Linked DNA regions of Pan troglodytes: region 1 is linked to region 2. A link is a contact called in public HiChIP or PLAC-seq data. All regions are on one chromosome and are shown on one strand. Each heading gives the region's core, a stretch centred on a gene start, on an enhancer-like site or on the middle of the called end of the contact. The rest is flanking DNA. Distances are from core to core; before and after follow the strand shown.

What was found. HiChIP or PLAC-seq counts read pairs in DNA pulled down with a chosen protein or histone mark.
Region 1: an H3K4me3 HiChIP or PLAC-seq map of stem cell-derived excitatory neurons shows a contact between it and region 2, with 13 times the contacts expected there. The contact joins the promoter of KIF14 here to the promoter of ASCL5 in region 2. A contact is called at or near these places in 1 of 7 Hi-C or Micro-C datasets (stem cell-derived neural progenitor cells) and 1 of 1 datasets of contacts at active chromatin or transcription factors (stem cell-derived excitatory neurons).

Annotation. Positions count from the first base shown.
Region 1 is chr1:48,467,393-48,473,181 of NHGRI_mPanTro3-v2.0_pri, forward strand. KIF14 (kinesin family member 14) reads left to right here and starts at 3,303. Exons shown (of 31, transcript XM_054657221.2): 1 at 3,303-3,439; 2 at 3,602-3,740; 3 at 5,309-5,789. The coding sequence starts at 5,424.
Region 2 is chr1:47,975,835-47,982,366 of NHGRI_mPanTro3-v2.0_pri, forward strand. ASCL5 (achaete-scute family bHLH transcription factor 5) reads left to right here and starts at 2,590. Exons shown (of 1, transcript XM_016935481.4): 1 at 2,590-4,523. The coding sequence starts at 3,095. The coding sequence ends at 3,715. CACNA1S (calcium voltage-gated channel subunit alpha1 S) reads left to right here and starts at 5,970. Exons shown (of 44, transcript XM_016935467.4): 1 at 5,970-6,265. The coding sequence starts at 6,114.

The DNA of each region.
Region 1 (5,789 bases), core at 2,053-4,552, 490 kb after region 2:
TAATCCCAAAGCTTTGGGAAGCCAAGGCAGGTGGATCGCTTGAGCTCAGGAGTTAGAGACCAGCCTGGGCAACATGGTGAAATCCCGTCACCACAAAAAAATGCAAAAATTAACTGGGCGTGGTGGCGTGCACCTGTAGTCCCAGCTACTGGGGAGGCTGAGGTGGGGGGATCACCTGAGCCCAGGGAAGTTGAGGCTGCTGTGAGCCATGGTCATGACACTGCCCTCCAGCCTGGACAACAGATTGAGACCCTGTCTCAAAAAAAAAAAAAAGGAAAGAAAAAGAAAATTAGGGCCGGGCGCGGTGGCTCACGCCTGTAATCCCAACACTTTGGGATGCCGAGGCGGGTGGATCACAAGGTCAGGAGATCGAGATCATCCTGGCTAACATGGTGAAACCCTGTCTCTACTAAAAATACAAAAAATTAGCCGGGCGTGGTGGCGCATGCCTATAGTCCCAGCTGCTCAGGAGGCTGAGGCAGGAGAATGGCGTGAACCCGGAAGGCAGAGCTTGCCGTGAGCCAAGATGGCGCCACTGCACTCTAGCCTGGGCGACAGAGCGAGACTCCGTCTCAAAAAAAAAAATAAAATAAAAATAAAAATAAAAAAAGAAAATTAGAAGGAAAATACAAAATACGACACATTTTAAAATACCTTTAGGTTCATGCAGTTTGTTTAACTCTTGTCCTTACTATAAAGCCATAGACATTTGAGATCCAGAAAGAATCTGTAAAAACAGTTGTACAGGGTAGTGGTACAGAGCACAGGAAATGGTGTTTAATTTCCTGAGTTCTGAACCTAACTCTGTGACCCAATAGTTGTATAATGTCAGGCAAGCTATTTAACTCCTTGGAAACCCACTTTCCCTCATGTGTAAAACAGCGATAATCATAATACCTATCTTATAAGGTTATGGAGTTAGGTTATTTATCTTGCACAAAGAAAGGACTCAATCCTTGCTGGTTATGATGATTTAATCCAGCACTTTCGTTTCACAAGCGAGGGATCTGCAGTAAGGAGACTTATCTCTGGTCTCACCATTAGGTTGAGACAGATCCTCAGCTAGAATCCAAAGTGCTCTTACCACTTTTCCACAACTTTTGCTTTGTCCTTTGCATTTTAAAATTATTAATTTCCTATTGCACCTTTTCGTTATAGACCCCAAGTGCAACTAGATACAAACACCAGGAAAATACATAACACATTTTAATAATTTAAAAATTGTGAAATTTGCTAAATTGTAATAGATTTAATCTTAGGCCGGGCGCGGTGGCTCACGCCTGTAATCCCAGCACTTTGGGAGGCTGAGGCAGGTGGATCACCTAAGGTCGAGAGTTCGAGACCAGCATGACCAACATGGAGAAACCCCGTCTCTACTAAAAATACAAAATTAGCTGGGGTTGTGGTGCACGCCTGTAATCCCATCTACTCGGGAGGCTGAGGCAGGAGAATCGCTTGAACCTGGGAGACGGACGTTGCGGTGAGCCAAGATCAAGCCATTGCACTCCAGCCTGGGCAACTAGAGCGAAACTCCGTCTCAAAAAAAAAAAAATATTTAATCTTAAGAGATCATTAATTAGCATGAGTTAATCATTTTTCTTTAAATCTTACATAATCTAGAAAGCTTCAAACGTGCCAGTTTTACTTCGACTCTTTCCACGTTTTCTTTCTGTTTGTCTCCCTCTGGTGGATTTAAAAAAATACTTGCTTTATTCTATTTATGAGCTTATTTTCCTTTTAAAATTGAAAAAGGTCTTTATGTCTTCTGTCATGTTTAATATATATTTCCAGTTACCTTACATTTTATTTTTATTATTTTGAATTATACATATGTTTAAAATTTTTATGTATTTGAGTTTGTCTGTCTTTTCTTTGACATATCTTGCTTTGTTTCCAAATTGAATGATCATTTTCCCATAGATGTCATAACTTTTTTTTTTTTTTTTTTTCTTGAGACGGAGTTTCTCTCTTGTCCCCCAGGCTGGAGTGCAATGGCGCGATCTCGGCTCACTGCAACCTCCACCTACCCGGTTCACGTGATTCTCCTGCCTCAGCCTCCTGAGTAACGTGGATTACAGGGGCCCGCCACCACGGCTGGCTAATTTTTGTATTTTTAGGAGAGACGGGGTTTCACCATGTTAGCCAGGCTGGTTTTAAACTCCTGACTGCAAGTGATCCGCCTGCCTTGGTCTCCCAAAGTGCTAAGATTACAGGCGTGAGCCACCGCACCTGGCCCTGATAAATATTATATTCTATTTTCTGATAGTTTCTTTATACCTTAATTTTAATTGAGTTTTAGAATGATTTTTAGAGTAAGATTTAGAATGAGTACTTTATCATCTGTTTGGTTGGTCTATATAATTGGAGCTACTTATGGTCTCTATCTCAGTGAATACTTCTTCAATATCTCTGCACTTTTTGCCTGTTTAAAAACATTGTTGCTTTACAATATCTATTTATCTAGTCTTTCTCATTTATCTGGTTATTTTTCAGAATGTATTTGTAATATTTTTTCAGATTTCAAAATCTTATGGGGGCTGGGTGGCGCAATGGCTCACGCCTGGCAGCTTACAAGGTCAGGAATTCGAGACCAGCCTGGCCAATATGGTGAAACCCCGTTTCTACTAAAAATACAAAAATTAGCTGGGCGTGGTGGTGCGCGCCTGTAATCCCAGCTACTCGGGAGGCTGAGGTAGGAGAATCGCTTGAACCAGGGAGGCGGAGGTTGCAGGGGCCACTGCACTCCAGCCTGGGCGGCAGAGCGAGACTCCGTCTCAAAAAAGAAAAAAAAAAATTAAAAAAAGGGAACTTTTACTGAAACGGAGTTACACTGTACGGCGGCAAGAACCTTCAAGTTCTAGTTATGCCACTGCTAATTGTCTGATCTTTCACAAGTTTAACTCTAAACCTCAGTTCCTCATCTGTAAACGAGGGATAACATTAATATTTATCTCACAAGATTTTCAGGACTGTTTAAAAATTCATATAAGACATTTAGCATATTTCCTACGTAAACGCCTTGCGTAGGAAACACTAGAAAATTTAATTATTATGATTAATTTGGGGGCAAATATCCATTTACAATGTGAAGTCTTCGATGTAATGGCTTCTTTTAGATTAAAGATCGACAAGAGTGTCACTGTCATGCTTTTCGTTTGACACCCACTTCAACGAGGGGCCCGCTGTGCCCGCGACCGCCGCCCCTTCCTCTGGTCGGATTTAAAGGGGGCCAAGCTCCACGCGTTAGCAGAACCCGAGGAGGGGCGGGAGCGTCGCCTGGGAGATGAGGGTGGGGCGAGTCTAGCCGGAGCCCAACCACCGGCACTTCCGGGGGGCGGGTGGAAGCGAAGGCGCGGCACCCGACGCGCGCCCAGCAGCCAATCAGAAGGCGGGGCGCCCATTCAAATTGCGGCCTTCTGGGGAGCCGGCGCTGGAGGTGGTGAGTGGCGTGGGGACTGTCTCGAGGGGGTCCCCAAGGTGCCGGACCCTGCGGAGGGGCGAAGTTTCGGCACTGGGGAGGGCGTGCGGACGCTTTCCCTACAGGCGACCACTGCTCTGCGGGCGGGTGGTCTTAGCTCCGGTCCCCCATTCAATTCCTCAGCATTCCAGGTCGGCGGCGAAGGGGTCCCCGAACGAAGGGCGCAAGGCAGCGTCTCTGCTGGCACCGGGAAGCCGGACTTCAGGGCCTCTCGGCCCGTGGGCTTCTCCCCGAGTCTCCCCGAGTCGGTTGGCATTAAGAGGTAATTCTTAGTCATAGCCCCTGGTAATGACTAGCAGAGAAAGAACAGAATCACCGGATGTTTTGGTTTGGATTGTGCTTATTTTCCTTGTATTCCTTCCAGTCCTCTTTAAAATCTGATGGCGAAACTCCTCAAACAGAAACCGTATTGATTTGTGCAAATCGCAAATGGTTTTTAGTTGCAAGAGAATTTCCAGAATCTTCTTTTTGCCTTTAAATTCATTTCATAACAGGAAAATTCTGTATTTTGAGTTGAAACGTTGATGGGAGATGCTTATAACCTGACGAATTTTTTTTTGTAATGACTGTTATGTAAAAATTTAAAAGCCTCATTTAAAAATTACCTTCCATTAATTTGTTCCTCGATAGCAATAATCTTTGCAATAGTTTGAACCAGTGTCATTTTACAGGTTAGAACCCGGCATGCAAATTTAAAGTCTTGTTTACATCCTTGTAAGGAGTTGGATACAAAGTTGACTAAAAGCCAGGTCTCTTAGCTGTCACTGCTGTTCCCTTTCTTTAAAACGTTAATACCTGATAGATATTGTTGCTGTATATTTACATACATCTCTGTCTAATTTGTTGTCTTACTGCTAAAGGGCAGGTTGTCTGTTTATCTAATCTTGCATGGTTTTTCTCAACACAATTAATTTACAGTACTTATCGTACTTACTGCCTGTGGTACTTGGGAATAATCTGCCTCGTGACACCAATCAATTCAATCTTCTCTATAGGCATTCCTGTATTCAGCATACATGGGCCGGACGCGGTGGCTCACGCCTGTAATCCCAGCACTTTGGGAGGCCGAGGCAGGCGGATCACAAGGTCAAGATATCGAGACCATCCTGGCCAACGTAGTGAAACCCCGTCTCTACTAAAAATACAAAAATTAGCTGGGCATGGTGGTGGGCACCTGTAGTCCCAGCTACTTGGGAGGCTAAGGCAGGAGATTTGGCTGAATACAGGAGATGGAGGTTGCAACAAGCCAAGGTCGTGCCACTGCACTCCAGCCTGGTGACAGAGCAAGACTCCGTCTCAAAAAAAATATTTTTATAAAAATAAAATAAAATAAACCTTCTTATGGAACATTGGCAAAAAAAAATACGTGTAGCAGGTATTTATAAAAATACTTTGCTCCACACTCTGATTTAGGTGCTAGGGTTTCCTTTAGTCCTTCCCATTCCCCACACTGGAAGTACTTGAAAATCTATGTTGGCATGCACTTTTTACATCTTCTAAGTCACTTGACACATTTGGCCTGATATATGGCTTATCAGTATATTTCTTCTAGACTAAAGAAATGGGAATTGTATTCTTGTCTTTGAAGTCTACAGTATCTATCAGAGGGCCTGGCACTAATGGAAACTTAGTCAATATTTGTTGAATAATGATGGTAAGTTCTCTGAGAGACTTGCCTGAAGTTGCTTGGAAGCAGTATCTGAGCTGCAGATTGTGATCTATTGTAATGTATGCCTCTGGGAATTTACTTACACAATGGGATGTTCTCTCTATATTTTTAAAGCTTGTTTGTAGTCTATGTGATCTAAATCTTTTTTTTTTTTCTTTCAGTTTAGCAGATATTTTCAGAAATGGATACATAAGAAATGGCTGGAAATCAAATGAATGTCCAAAGAAGAGCTTAGGGTCTTAGTAACATTCTTTTTTAAAATAACTGTCTGCCAAAATGTCATTACACAGTACTCATAATAGAAATAACAGCGGTGATATTCTTGATATTCCTTCTTCCCAGAATAGTTCATCACTGAATGCCCTCACCCACAGTAGCCGACTTAAGCTGCATTTGAAGTCGGATATGTCAGAATGTGAAAATGATGATCCATTATTGAGATCTGCAGGTAAAGTCAGAGACATAAATAGAACTTATGTTATTTCTGCCAGTAAAAAAACAGCAGACATGCCCCTTACCCCTAATCCTGTCGGTAGATTGGCACTTCAGAGGAGAACTACAAGGAACAAAGAATCATCTTTGCTTGTTAGTGAGTTGGAAGACACAACTGAAAAAACAGCAGAAACACGTCTTACATTACAA
Region 2 (6,532 bases), core at 1,340-3,839:
TGCCCAGGCTGGAGTGCAGTGGTGCAGCCTCAGCTCACTGCAACATCTGCCTCCTGGGCTTAAGCCATCCTCCCCTACTCAGCCTCCCCCTGAGTAGCTGAGACCACAGGCACATGCCACCAAACCCTGCTAATTTTTTAAATTTTTTGTAGAGACAGGGTTTTGCCATGTTGCTCAGGCTGGTCTCAAACTCCTGGGCTCAAGTGATCCTCCCTCCTTGGCCTCACAAAGTGCCGGGATTACAGGCATGAGCCACCTCGCCTGGCCTATCAGTTCTTTTCTAACAGTAAAGACAGAATTGGCTTAAGAAATACATAGTCCAGCTGTGAAGTTTCTTGTTTGAATCACCTTTCTGAATTGTTGTATGAAAAAAGGTAAATAGTATATGAGGAAAATAAATAAGTTATGAATATTAAATCAACATGAACAAATAGTAAGTTGTACTTGTTAAAATTGTCATAAACTTCTGACCCCTATCAAATTAAATTTAAATAATTAAGTCAAATATGAATAGACAGGGATCATATGGGAGAGTGTAGTCTGGATCCCAAATTTGTACAATAAAAGAGAACCGCTAGAAAATCATTTTGAGCAAGGGACTGATAGGTGTTACCTGAGAAATAAAAGCCCTAGCCCCTGCCTTCCGACTGCTTACATTCTGGTTGAAGACATAGAATGCACAACCTTAAAAAGAATGTGCCATCTTAGAATGCACAACCCATGTTGGAAGCCGGAGAGCTCAGGCAGTCAGGATGGGCAGGAGCTGGAATCAAGGATGGCAGGACTCTGGGTAAAGCAGAGAGATGTAGAGAGGGCCCCCAGGACCGGAGCCAGCACAAGCCAAGTGTGAGATCCGGAGAGCAAAGAGTTCCAGAGAAGACTGACCCGAGAGATCTGAGGGTCTGTTTAGGAGACATTTTCTAGAACCTTCTCTTGAAAGCAATGGGGAGGCTTTGAAGGCCATTGAGAAGGGGAGGGATATGTGAATTTGTCCTGAATTCTCAGACATTTGGTTTCACTCTTTTTTTTTTTTTTAATGGAGTCTTGCTCTGTCGTCCAGGCTGGAATGCAGTGGCATGATCTTGGTTCACTGCAACCTCCACCTCCCAGGTTCAGGCGATTCTTCTGTCTCAGCCTCCCAATTAGCTGGGATTACAGGCACCCACCATCCCACCCAGCTAGTTTTTGTATTTTTAGTAGAGACAGGGTTTCATCATGTTGGCCAGGCTGGTCTCGAACTCCTGTCCTCAAGTGATCTGCCCACCTCAGCCTCCCAAAGTGCTGGGACTACAGGCGTGAGCCACCATGCCCGGCCTGGTTTCACTTTTGAGAGCATATCTAAGTCTCCATGACGCTTAGAATCATTGTTGATTTTTCTTGGTCCTCATTTAGTGTGGAGGACAAAGCTAGCTGGAAACAGACTCAGGGCCTGCAAAAAGGACAGAGGTGAGAGGGTGCAGAAGGAGACATTCTCAGGAATCTGAGTTTGCCACCACCTCCTCCTGTCAGGGAGAGAGCTAGCTCCTTTCTGTCTCTTGGAGAGGCCGTGCCCAGTGGCCAAGGTGTCATGCTGCCCATCACTCACTCACTTGCTAAGTCCTGATCATCTTTTATGAAGAGGGAAAAAATAATAGAGTAGTGTGATAAGTGCTAAGATGGCGCTTATGGAACACTGTAGACACACACAAGAGGGCGGAGTGCGATCAGAGAGTTTTCCTAGACAAAATGGCACCTAACTTGGATCTGATAACCACATGCAATGAAACTTGGTGGCACCTAAACTCAACACACACCAATTATTTCTGAAATAACAACTTCCTAAAGCCTATGAAAGGCTACGTGTAATCAGTCCCACCCTGACAAACCCAGCTTTCTGCCTAATCCTCTCTCTGTTATTCCACATGTATTTGTGGAGCATCTAATACTCAACAGGGGCTGGGCTAGGCTCAGGGCATACAGGTGAAAGATAGACACCTCCATTAGGTGCCATGGAGAAACCCAGGGTGGGGTGAGAGGGTGTATCCCAGACCATAGGGACTGGGGCAGGGAAGGCTTTGATGACTGTCTCTGCCAGACAGAGGGCTTTGAATGGACCAGCAACACCTACCTTGTTATCAAAGAGGCATTCCTTTCCATAAAGAGTTGGCTTCCCTCATTGGCTGATGGCTGCTGCTGCTAATCCAATAAGCAGTCTCAGACCCTCTTCTAGATGTAAGACCCCGGAAGGGATCAGTGATGAGACTTAATCCTCACTCTCAAGGGACATGACAAAACTGGGCATTTTTATAAGCTATGCCCTTTAGGAGGTGTTTTTTGCATATATTTTTTCACATTTGATTCTCATATCTTATTAATTTCCTGTCAAGGATGTTTCCCTTGCCCTTCCGTTATGGAAACCACGACTCAAAGTGGTCACCCGACTATTAAGGAGTGGGCACAAGATTTTAACCCAGATCTGTGCCCCTTCAGTAGCCAACCGCCTCTCCTCATGAGGCTTACAATCCCGTTTGCGGGTGGGGATGATACAAAGAAGCCCATAATACAGGTCTTTCCTAACTGATATGTTCACTCTCCTCTCCTCTTCTTTAGAAATGTTCCCGGGGACTCCCTCCACTGAGCTGGCGCACTCCTAACAGCAGCCATCAGTTTGGGGACCCCGGACAGCCCGGGGATCCCGAAGGCCGTGAGGACCAAGGACCAGGCGCTGGGGTGGGTGTGGAGGACATGGAGCCCGTGGTTTAGGCCTGAGGTGCCCATGTTGGGTGGCAGCAAGAGGCAGGGCGCGCGGGTCTGTGGCCATGCCCATGGGTGCTGCAGAACGGGGTGCGGGCCCTCAGAGTTCCGCGGCGCCATGGGCTGGCTCTGAGAAGGCGTGCACCGACCTCCTGAGAGGGGCCACACTTGTCTAGGGCGATGGCCCTTGTTAGGGAGTCATTGGAAGCCACCCTAAAGGGCGAAAAGAGGCCCTAGCAAGTCCTGGTACCCAAGAGCTGCTGCTAGCGATGTGACTTGCCCCACTGGTGGAGACGGTGCAGACCCCAAGCCGGGGCCATTCGGTGGAGGCCTCGCTCTGGGTCCAGCTCCACGCGGCACCATGAACAATAACTTCTGCCGGGCTCTGGTGGACCGGAGGCCTCTGGGGCCCCCCAGCTGCATGCAGCTGGGCGTCGTGCCCCCTCCCCGGCAGGCGCCCCTGCCCCCCGCCGAGCCCCTGGGCAACGTGCCCTTCCTGCTGTACCCGGGCCCAGCAGAGCCGCCCTACTACGACGCCTATGCGGGGGTGTTCCCCTACGTGCCCTTCCCCAGCGCCTTCGGGGTCTACGAATACCCCTTCGAGCCAGCCTTCATCCAGAAGCGCAACGAGCGCGAGAGGCAGCGAGTCAAGTGCGTCAACGAGGGCTACGCGCGCCTCCGCGGCCACCTCCCCGGCGCCCTGGCTGAGAAGCGACTCAGCAAGGTGGAGACGCTGCGCGCCGCCATCCGCTACATAAAGTACCTGCAAGAGCTGCTGAGCTCGGCCCCCGACGGCTCGACGCCCCCCGCTTCCCGCGGCCTCCCGGGCACCGGGCCCTGCCCCGCGCCGCCCGCCGCCCCCCGTCCCGACCGCCCTGGCGACGGCGAGGCCCGGGCGCCCTCCTCCCTGGTGCCGGAGTCATCCGAGTCCTCCTGCTTCTCCCGGTCGCCTTTCTTGGAGTCGGAGGAATCCTGCCATTGATCGGGCCTGTGGCCGCCCCCGGCTTGGAGGATGATCCGCCGGCCCCGTCCCACTTTCGGGAGCAGCGGGAGGCTGTTGGGTCACCCGCGATGCGCCGCAGGACGGTGACCGTAGGAGGTCCGCGGCGCTCCCGTGTCTGCGACACCCTCCCTCCTCCACCAGCTTGGGGCGGAAGTGCAGGGCAGCGGGTACGATGGGCACGATAGAGACCTAGGAGCTCCGTGGGTGAAGCGAGGGACAGGGCCTGGGACTGCTTCGGGCGTCCTGCGTCCCCTCCGGGGTGCAGAGGGGCTCCCCAGGACGGTCATCCCTGGGTCTGGCTCCCGCTCGGCCTCAGGTGGCTCTGCTCCGTCCTTCCTTGCCGCAGGCGCAGCCCAGTCTCTGCGAGTCCCCGGGATGCGAGCCCGACTTTGAGCCCTCGGTTACCATGCTACTGCTCTCCACCAGATGGCCTCAAATACTAGCGACTTCTTTGGGAGCACGCTTACTCCTCGAGAAAGGAACCCAGAGGAAGGGATGGGAGGCCAGATTGCTGCCGGCGCTCAGCCCAGACCGAACCTACAGACTCAGCAGAGGCGACCTGTGTGCCCTGGTGGCGTTCTCTGGCTTCCTGGCTTGGGAGGAGGGGTTACTCCCTCCCCGCATCCCCCCCATGAGGTCGTCTAGTTTTGTCCCAGGTTGGGTGGGGACTGTGGTTTTTTTCCCTCAGACTGTAAGCCTTGGGGGAGGGGGTGTGCATATAGGTACATAGGCACTGTGTTGGCACCAAAGAGCTAAATAAAAGGATTATTGAATTTTCTCATTCCTAGATCATTGTCTACCCTCACCCTTCCTGGTGCCCCTTTCTTATTCCCACTCCCAGCCCAGAGTACTTGCTGGGAGGGTATGTGGGGTTCGCTGTTAGCTCAGCACATTTAAGATTCAGTGTTGTTAGCTCAGGCGTTCAATGAATTTTTTTTTTTTTTTTTTTTTTGAGACAGGTTTTGCTCTGTTGCCCAGACTGGAGTGCAGTGATTCAATCCCTGCTCACTGCAACCTCCTTCTCCTGGGTTTGAGCAATTCTCCTGCCTCAGCCTCCAGAGTAGCTGGGATTATAGGTGCACACCACCACGCCCGCTAATCTTTGGTATTTTTAGTAGAATGCAGGTTTCACCATGTTGGCCATGCTGGTCTCGAATTCCTCACCTCAAGTTATCTACCTACCTTGGTTTCCCAAAGTGCTGGGATTACCGTGGCTATCCTCAATGAACTTTTCTTTTTGAGACAAGGTCTCACTCTGTCATCCAGGCTGGAGTGCAGTGGCCAGATCTTGGCTCATTGCAGCCTCAACCTCCCAGGTTCAACTGATCCTCCCACCTTGGCCCCCCTAGTAGCTGGGACTACAAACACACACCACCATACCCTGCTAATTTTTGTATTTTTTGTAGAGACAGAGTTTCACCACGTTGCCCCGACTGGTCTTGAAGTCCTGAGCTCAAGCCATTCTCCCACCTCAGCCTCCCAAAGTGTTGGGATTACAGGCGTGAGCCACCATGCTTGGCCTCAGTGAACATTTACAGGGAGCATAGTACATAGGGGGACTGTGCAGAGAAGGGGCCAGAGTCCCAGAGATAATGCACACAACCTTTGCACCTGTAGGGATGGGAGGAGGTGGGGAAGAAAGATACACAGCAGATGCTCCACAGTGAGGCAGGTGCTATGCCAGAGGTGTGCACACTCAGGGTTGTTCTGGGAGCCTTCTAGCCCACTGGAGAGGGGTTTACTGTTTCTCTGACATAGGATTGCTTGTGGGGGTGGGTTGAGGGTATGCTTGGGGAGTTTTGGCTGATGGTGCAGATACTGAGATGGGTAGGGGCTGCTGTGGAGCTGTCCTGACTTAGGCTGCCCAGTGCCTTCTCCAGACAATGTCATGGGGCTGAGGAGGGGTAAGCCTAATTTTGGCATGAGGGGGCCACTCTGCAGTTTGAGGTTCCATATCCAAGGCTACCTATTCCTGACCTCTGTTGCCCCAGGCTTGAAACCTTCCATCCTGTCTCCCTCTCCCACTGCCCCTGCTCCAACCCAGGCCTGTGTGTAAGTTCTTCCCCCCACCCACCCCACCCTCCTCAGGGGACAGATTGGGAAGTCACTGGCTGGGCTGGGTGGAATGACAGCTGCCTGGCCTCAGGAGCTCAGGCCCGGCAGCGGGGAGCCGAGTGGAGGCTAATTTTACTTGCTGGGAGCGAGGAGAGTAATCCTCCTGCCCCCACTCCTGCCCCCGCCCCCTGGCTGGCTCAGCAGGGCAGGCTCAGCCGACAGCCTCAGCCAGCCTAGTCCCCAAGGCGGGGGCATTGGGGACACAGGGAAGGGAAACCACTGGGGTGGGGGAGCAGGAGAAAGCCAGATTCCCAGGGAAGCCATGGAGCCATCCTCACCCCAGGATGAAGGCCTGAGGAAGAAACAGCCCAAGAAGCCGGTTCCTGAGATTCTGCCAAGGCCACCCCGGGCCTTGTTCTGCCTGACCCTGGAGAACCCCCTGAGGAAGGCCTGCATCAGCATCGTAGAATGGAAGTATCCTTCAGGGCCCAGGCCGTGGGGGGAGTGTGCGTCATGAGGGAGGGATTCAGGGGTGATCACAGAGCACAAACTTCCTACAGGAGGGCCAGGGAGGCCTGGCACTTAGACATGGGGTGAACTCACAGAATTGAGTGAGGAGCTGGGGGAAGGAGCCCTCAGCTAAGCAGGAGAGGAGGAGGAGGAAGAGGAAGAAGAGGAGGAGGGTGGGGGAGGCGGAGGAAGAGGAGGAAGAGGAGGAGGGTGGGGGAGGAGGAGGAAGAG